Linked DNA regions of Oncorhynchus kisutch: region 1 is linked to region 2. A link is a contact called in public Hi-C data. All regions are on one chromosome and are shown on one strand. The core of a region is the stretch at or near the end of the contact, and the rest is flanking DNA. Distances in the headings are between cores, read along the strand shown.

What was found. Hi-C and Micro-C count contacts between places; a contact is called where the count stands out from the background.
Region 1: a Hi-C map of liver shows a contact between it and region 2, with 6 times the contacts expected there. The contact joins the promoter of LOC109908589 here to the promoter of LOC109907257 in region 2. A contact is called at or near these places in 2 of 2 Hi-C or Micro-C datasets (liver and muscle).

The regions. Positions count from the first base shown.
Region 1 is chrLG17:17,289,781-17,293,443 of Okis_V2, reverse strand. It overlaps LOC109908589 (homeobox protein Hox-A13a), which reads right to left and starts at 2,377. Exons shown (of 2, transcript XM_020507256.2): 1 at 1,619-2,377; 2 at 224-1,182. The coding sequence starts at 2,288. The coding sequence ends at 935.
Region 2 is chrLG17:17,126,125-17,130,200 of Okis_V2, reverse strand. LOC109907257 (tax1-binding protein 1 homolog A) reads left to right here and starts at 2,505. Exons shown (of 17, transcript XM_031793125.1): 1 at 2,505-2,643; 2 at 3,337-3,556. The coding sequence starts at 3,365.

The DNA.
Region 1 (3,663 bases), core at 1,128-3,627, 160 kb before region 2:
AGTTCTACACAGTCTGGCCAAACACTGATCTTCCGCATTCAAGCATAAAATCATACGCCGGTCAGACATGTTCCTCACACACGGTAAACAGGCCTGACAATTGAGCCTCTCACACAGCTTCTGAATCTAAGAATATCTTCAACCAATTCAAAACGTCACACCAAAAACGAAACCATCTCTGTAATATACTGGACAGATGTTCAAATCAGAGGTCGTGGATATATATGATTCAACAATGTCCGGATTTTATTGGACAGATTTTTGTGTCAATAGTTTTACACCGACATATTTAACAGACACAGATAGCCTTGACATATTATAGTTTTGTCTGTATAGTTTACCTTTATATACAACCACATGAATACACACACAATATAAAAGACATATGGTTCACATGGGCACACATTTCCCAGAAAATGATGTATGCATTACAAGCGGGATTGCACCTTGGATTGGTTATGAGTGAGAGCAGGAGAACCGTTTGAAGAAGCTAAACTTTAAATTAAGATGCACGTGTTTAGTGGAGTGTTGAAGGGGTAATGGAACGGATTAATATTTAACCGTGGAAGCTATAATCCTAAAGGCCGTCACTTCCTGGGGATTTCCAAATGTTTTTTTTCTCCACACGGTGAAGTTAGAGTGTCTGTTTTCCTGAGGTTACTGCATGCCAGTTGCAAAAATTATACGTCCCTAACTTTCTCCTTGCTTTGGTCTCCATTCACCGAAAACAATACACAATGGAGGAAAATGGAAGGTCCAGAGTTTTTCTACATTTTCGTTCCATAAATGTCTCGGCACGCATTTGGCAGAGTATATTTGTGAACCATGTTCGGTGGGAAATAAGGGTTAAATTGTTCCAATCAAAAGGCGTGAATAGCATATTGTGTGTGTGTGTGTGTTCAATTCCCATCCCATTGTTGTATGTCAGTCAAAACTAGCTGATACTCTTCACTTTGACGACCACCTTCTTCTCCTTAACGCGTCTGTTCTGAAACCAGATAGTGACCTGTCGCTCGGACAGGTTCGTCTGGGCCGATATCCTCCTTCGTTTGTCCTTTGTTATGAATTTATTGGCCGCGTACTCGCGCTCAAGTTCCTTCAGTTGCACCTTGGTGTATGGCACGCGCTTCTTTCTTCCACGTCGGAAGGAGCTCAGGTCCCCTCCCACAGGAGACACCGCGTCTGGTGGAGCAAAACGGAAAGCGAAATGGATATAGTAAGCCGTTCACAAACCATACACAAAAAAGGTTACGTCTAAAATAGAAAGGGGGTCTTCGGCTGTCCCTATAGGAGAAGCCTTCGAATAACCGTTTTTGGTTCCCGATAGAACCCCATTGGGTTCCATGTAGAACCCTTTCCACAGAAGGTTATACATGGAACCCAAAGGGGTTCATCCAGGAACCAAAAAGGGTTGTCCTATGGGGACAGCCGAATGACCCTTTTGGAACCCTTTTTTCTAAGACTGTATTCTCAAAAACGAATTTACAAACGCGTTATATTATTTTACAGAAAAGGTATCGTCTCTAACATTTTGTTGTGGATTAAGCAAAAACAAACACAATGAAAAGTTGTTCTGGTTTATTGCGTAAAACCTGAGGGCTCTCTACCTATGTTGTACCTGGTATGGAGGATTTCCACATGTGTCCGAGCTGAGGCTGCTCCTTGGTGCAGTAGACCTGCCCGTTCCAGCCGTTAGTTAGAGCCCACGGCTGGTAGCTCTCCATGGGCAGCAGGGGCTCGTGTCTGTGTTCTGCTGGCCCGCTCATAGTTGGTACAACTGGCACGTCCAGGTAACTGGGTACGGGCTGGTATGGGACCGAAGCATAGCTCGGATAGAAGGCGAACTCCTTGGCCCTAGAGGTGAAGTCATCGCCCGAAGCGGATGTGTCCATGTACTTCTCCCCGTACGCAGAGGGGGGCTGTGTTCCGCACGACTTTATGCTACTGTGGTGCGACATTCTGCACGGATAGTAGCCGCTACCGAAGTATCCATAGGGCAGGGACGCGCTGGAGGAGCTTTGCACAGCCGAGCAAGGGCTGCACTGCTTGGATGGCTCGCCCATTCCCGAGGTTGGGACGTCGCTTGACGAGTATGCCGTGCTCGGAGCGAGGGACGCGGGGTGCGCCATCAGGTTCCTGCATTGGTTTGCCGCAAAGTTGCCTCCCGCAAAACCACCACCGCCAGCGTCCATGTTCTTGCTCACTTCATCGGAACCGCCGCCGTTGTCGTAGAGGAACATCACCGACGGGTCGACCCAGCGAGGACGGAAGAGCAGTGACGTTGTCATAGCACGACATCCAGCATTGAGGCTTCTGGCTCTTTTTTAAAAAAGCATAGAGGCTGAAAAAAGGAGATACTGATTCCGAGAGAGTAAGCGACTCTGACGCGCCCGGGTGCACCAAGGTCGCGCCTCTATTGGCCAAGAAGGGGCCACGTGATAGGCTATGCAAAGAGGACGATAAATATCTCCCAGTGCGGATAATTAAATGTAGAAAAAATGCGGCTTTGTAAGATGACCGTACCTATCAAGGGATTTGGCTTGTCTTTTTGCCGCTCAAAACGAGAGGGTTTCGTGTGTAAATAGAAAAATAAATATCTATATCTATATTTATATATCTATACTTATATATATATTATATATATATATATCACTCCTATATACGGTTACACTTCAAACCTAAATTGGTTTGAAAAGGGTTTTTATTTTATCATTGGAAAGCAAAATAAAAGTAGTCCAGACGGGTTCAAAAGACTGCGGTGACTCACCAACTTAAATACATCCATAGACGTTGCTTTTACGCACATAAAGGCAGTCCGTGTAAACATGTCTATGACACAATGTCATTGCTGATTATTTTGTACATGGTGGGCCTATATTAATTCCACAAAGTATAATCCATTCAAAGCCACACACCCCAATACAGCTCACATAATTAGTACATAGCGTAAGGAATGGTCGCCAAGGACACGTTTCCCAATATCCCATAAACGACAATGGAGATGGACTACTAGCTAATGTTAACAGTGTTTGAACAGACCGAACCACTGTGGGGAACACGGATGACTCATCCAAGAGACACGTATCGGATAGGGAGTGGAATAAAGAAGGGAAATAAACAAGCTTTAGAACAACACGTCCATCTCATTTTTCAACTAAAGATAATTCAGCTCAAATCCATGGGAGATGCTCTCAATCAAAATGCCCCGTTTTCATATCACTCAAATTAGAGCGACAGGTTCGAGCATTCAAGAAATTAGTGAGAATTCGGATAGACAGTGTGCCCAACAAATACCAGATCCCTCGCTTCCGACATGTTTACAATATGCAAAGACAGAAAACAGTTCTCAATGTTGGCAACTCGGTTGTTTTTCACATAGCCTACGGGGTAGACGCGGTTAGAGGCCAAGGTCAAGTTGAAAGTTGCTGTCTAGCCGACGAGTCTGTTGGGTTGTTCAGTCTTTGAAGGACCCGGCTGAGTTCTTGAAAAGGGCGGAAGAGGGGTGAGAATTCCTGGCCTAATGAAAGCTTTGGAGGGCATTAACTTTTACTATCATTTTGTTTTCTCGAACGTTTTATTCTCGTTGTGTCTAAGGAAACATGTTATGCATCATGTGTTTTGCACACGTTGGAAAAGTAGGCTAATCGGAAAGTTTCATTTGCA
Region 2 (4,076 bases), core at 1,256-3,755:
GTGTGGCTGAAATAGCTGAATCCAGTCATTTGAAGGGGTGTCCACATACTTTTGTACAAATAGTGTATGTTAGAGAAAGACCCCACTGAACAATTCAGAACATGAAGAATCCCCTACTACAGGGATTGGGATGTGAGCCAATCAGACCTGTGAGCCGCAATGGCTCACAGGTCTGCATACCCACATCCACAGCCGGCCCTAGCCTTTTGGGGGCCCTAAGCTAAATTTTGCGCTGACTTACAAAATCAATGGGGGCCCTCTGGTCGGTAATTCAACAATGATTACTACAAGTTTATAGCTGGCTCGATTAATTTACCAATCTAAAAAGCTGACATGGGCTAATTGAGTGACTGTCAGTGATTGACATAACTACCCCATTCATAGACACTAAATGGGTTAGGGTTAGTGTTCCCACATGGTTATATGTCCATATTACAGTGTGTTTATGGAAGACAGGCGACCACCTGTGCTAATTAGCTATCTAGCATGCTCCGAACACCTGTGTGTAAAGGAAAAAGGCCACCAGAAACATGTTGTAGCTGAAAAATACTGTTGGCTGCAACTGTGATGAAGCCGGTTAAAAGTGTACAGTCAGTAGATTTTGCATTAGTTAAAATATTTTGATGTGCTATGAAAGTAAAAGGGTTTATGTTTCTAGAACAGTTTTACAATTGAGAATCAATTAACGTTTAGATGCAAGCCTACCTCTGAAAACAACATACGGTCCTTGGACCTTAAAGAGTAACGATAGGACACTCCTTAATTAAAGTACATTCTTGGGCTATGACATAACACTAACTGTGCATCAAAGCTGGGATCAAGAGGGTGAAAAACAGCTTCTATCTCAAGGCCATCAGACTGTTAAACAGCCATCAACTAGCACATTAGAGGCTGCTGCCTTTAGGCATAGTCTAGAAATCACTGGCCCCTTTAAGAAATGGAACACTAGTCACTTAATGTTTACATATCTGGCATACTCATCTCATATGTATATACTGTTTTCTATACTATATCTTAGCCGTTCCGCTCTGAAGTCACTCGTCCATATGTATATAGTCTAAATTCATTCCTACTTAGATTTGTGTGTATTGGGTATATCTTGTGTTGTTTGTTAGACATTACTTGTTAGATATTACTGCACTTTCGGAGCTAGAAGCACAAGCATTTCGCTACACCCGCAATAACATCTGCTAATCACATGCATGTGACCAATAAAATTTAAACCAACCATGTGACCAACCAAATTTCGAAATTGCACCTTGTGTAGTCTACTATTATAACTGTCAACAGTAAATTGAGACGCTGACTGAGTTCACCGTCCTAGGGGAGCCTTGTCATTAATTAAAATGATCAGGCTTGTGCAGGCATGCTGGTAGTTACTCCAGCCACGAATAACGTTGTGTTCCATCCAGTTGGTCACATGAAGAGTGAAGGAAACATGATTTTAAAGAATTGACGGATAGGGATGTGAGAGATGAGCGTATAGCCATGTCCATTGTTACAAGCAATCAGTTCATAGTTAAAATGTTCATATTTCGTTAACAACAACTTGGGAGGAAATTGTATGGGCTCTAGAGTTGCGCAGCGGTCTAAGGCACTGCATCTCAGTGCTAGAGGCATCACTACACTACTATCACAATTGGCTGTGATTAGGAGTTCCAAGGGCGGTGCACAATTGGCCCAGCTTCGTCTGGGGTCGTCTGGGGTCGTCCGGGTTAGGGCAGGGTTTGGCTGGGTAGGCCGTCATTGTAAACAAGAATTTGTCCTTAACTGACTTGCCTAGTTAAATAAAGATAAAACAAAAACACAGTGGGTAACCAACTGTTCAGAAGATTTGCAGAAAAACAGCCATTTTGATCTATTATGTACATGCACACCGGGAAAAAGATGGTGGAAAATAGAAAAACATGTAAACACGTTACCGAGATCCAGGTCGACAAGAGTATTGCACCTTTGCAATAGATTCCGACACTCTCTGAACAAGGCAGCCATGCTTATTTCTCCTTGACCTGACAAGGCAGCCATGCTTATTTCTCCTTGACCTGGGCGTTTACAGGGTCACGTCTATTAAGATTACAGCTTTATCAAATTGACTTCACATTTTTTTGCATTTTAGCTAAACCTGATGGACCCTAATTCTTATTTACAATGACGGCCTAGGTAGTGGATTAACTGCCTTGTTCAGAGGCAGAACGACAGATTTGTCAACTCAGGGATTCGCGCGAACCACTAGGCTACCCGCCGCCCCCTAGAACCCCCAGCGACTCACTCCATCATCACTCTGTGTTGTATACGTTTCGCTCTATTCCCAGTGCAAGATGCAGCAACTGGGCAAATAACCTGACATTTGCCAGAGATAGCTACTGTATATTCATTAATTGCTTTATTGGTTTATACTTGCAAATATATTGTTTTGCGGCATCACCTCATTGGAATTTGCGCGTGGTGGAAATGGAATCTCTCTCCTCAGCACCGCCACCAACCCATCCCGGAAGTGACACCATCAGTTTTCACATTTCAGGAAAAGCATCAGCATCTTCAATGCTTTGACAACGGGGGTTGAAGATATTTCCACAACCGCGTTTGGACTGACACATTTGGCTTTCAAAACACAATTTGTCGCAGTTTGGATTCGTAAGACAGGTAATGAATCGATTCAAGCGGAATAAATATCTGTGATTGTCATATTGCTAGGGGATTTGGCCTACTAGCAAGACGTATAGCTATAGCTAACACTGAGATTATTGCTAGCTAGCTAACAATATAAGCTAGTTTGTTGTCAGATCCGTTAGCCAACGTGACGTTAGTTAGCTACAAGGCCCTTGAAGGTTAATGCGGAGATCTTAATCGATCCACTTTTCAATGAACATGATAGTTACGTTAGGGCAACGTTATATATGCGAACATTATAGCTATCTAGCTAATCATCTTAAGCGTGTTTGTGTCAGATACAGGCTCTTGGAAAATGCCAAGGGAATATTAGCTCGCTACCTAGCTATAGTTAGCAACTCCCCGTTCGCCTGTGGTAAATGAGACCTGTGCTGGCTGTGTTACATTTGGCTGTCCTTGTTTGGGCGATCACTCGCTTCAGCTTTTGGAAGCCTATATTGTGGTTTTTATTTGACATGATCTCATGCAGTCTGTTTGCCATCATGTCGTTATTTTAACATGTTTAGGCAGGCTTGGAATTCTTCCATGTTACATGTCAGTGGGTAAAATGTCAATATGATGTGTGTGTGTGAGGGGGGGGGGATATGCATGCCCAATCAGAAATGTTTTCATATCCCTTCCCTATATTCTTTCCCAAATTCTCTCTATTACAAATTTTCCCTGCAGTTCGGACAAATGAAGTGACAAACAGGATATGATGTCATCGTTCCAGGTGGTGGGCTCTTTGCCCAGCAGTGTCATCGGCGTCATGGAAACATCAAACTTTGCCCATGTCATCTTCCAAAACGTTGGGAAGAGCTTCCTGCCCCAGGAGGCACTGGAGTGTTGCTACACCCTCACCTCGTACATCACCCCCAACCCCAAAGACTGGGTGGGAATATTTAAGGTAACACAAACACACACATCCTACATCACTCCCCACTCCAAAGACTGGTGGGCATCTTTAAGGTACACCCTACCCTATTTACAACCCACCCCCCAACGACCGGTGGGCATCTTTAAGCTACACCCCACCCAAAGACTGGGTGAGCGACACTAGATCTCCCTTAGCTCTGCATCAGTACTTCTCACACTGTATAGAGCATTGATTCATAAGACGCTATGCAGTCATCCTATGCAGTCGTCACTGGGCCTAAATGTAGCCTCATGACCCTCCAACTAGAAGATTGGCCGTTAGGCCTCGTCGTGCCTCCAACTAGAAGATTGGCCGTCAGGCCTCGTCGTGCCTCCAACTAGAAGATTGGCCGCTAGGCCTCGTCGTGTCTCCAACTAGAAGATTGGCCGTTAGGCCTCGTCATGTGTCTCCAACTAGAAGATTGGCCGTTAGGCCTGGTCGTGTCTCCAACTAGAAGATTGGCCGTTAGGCCTGGTCGTGTCTCCAACTAGAAGATTGGCCGTTAGGCCTG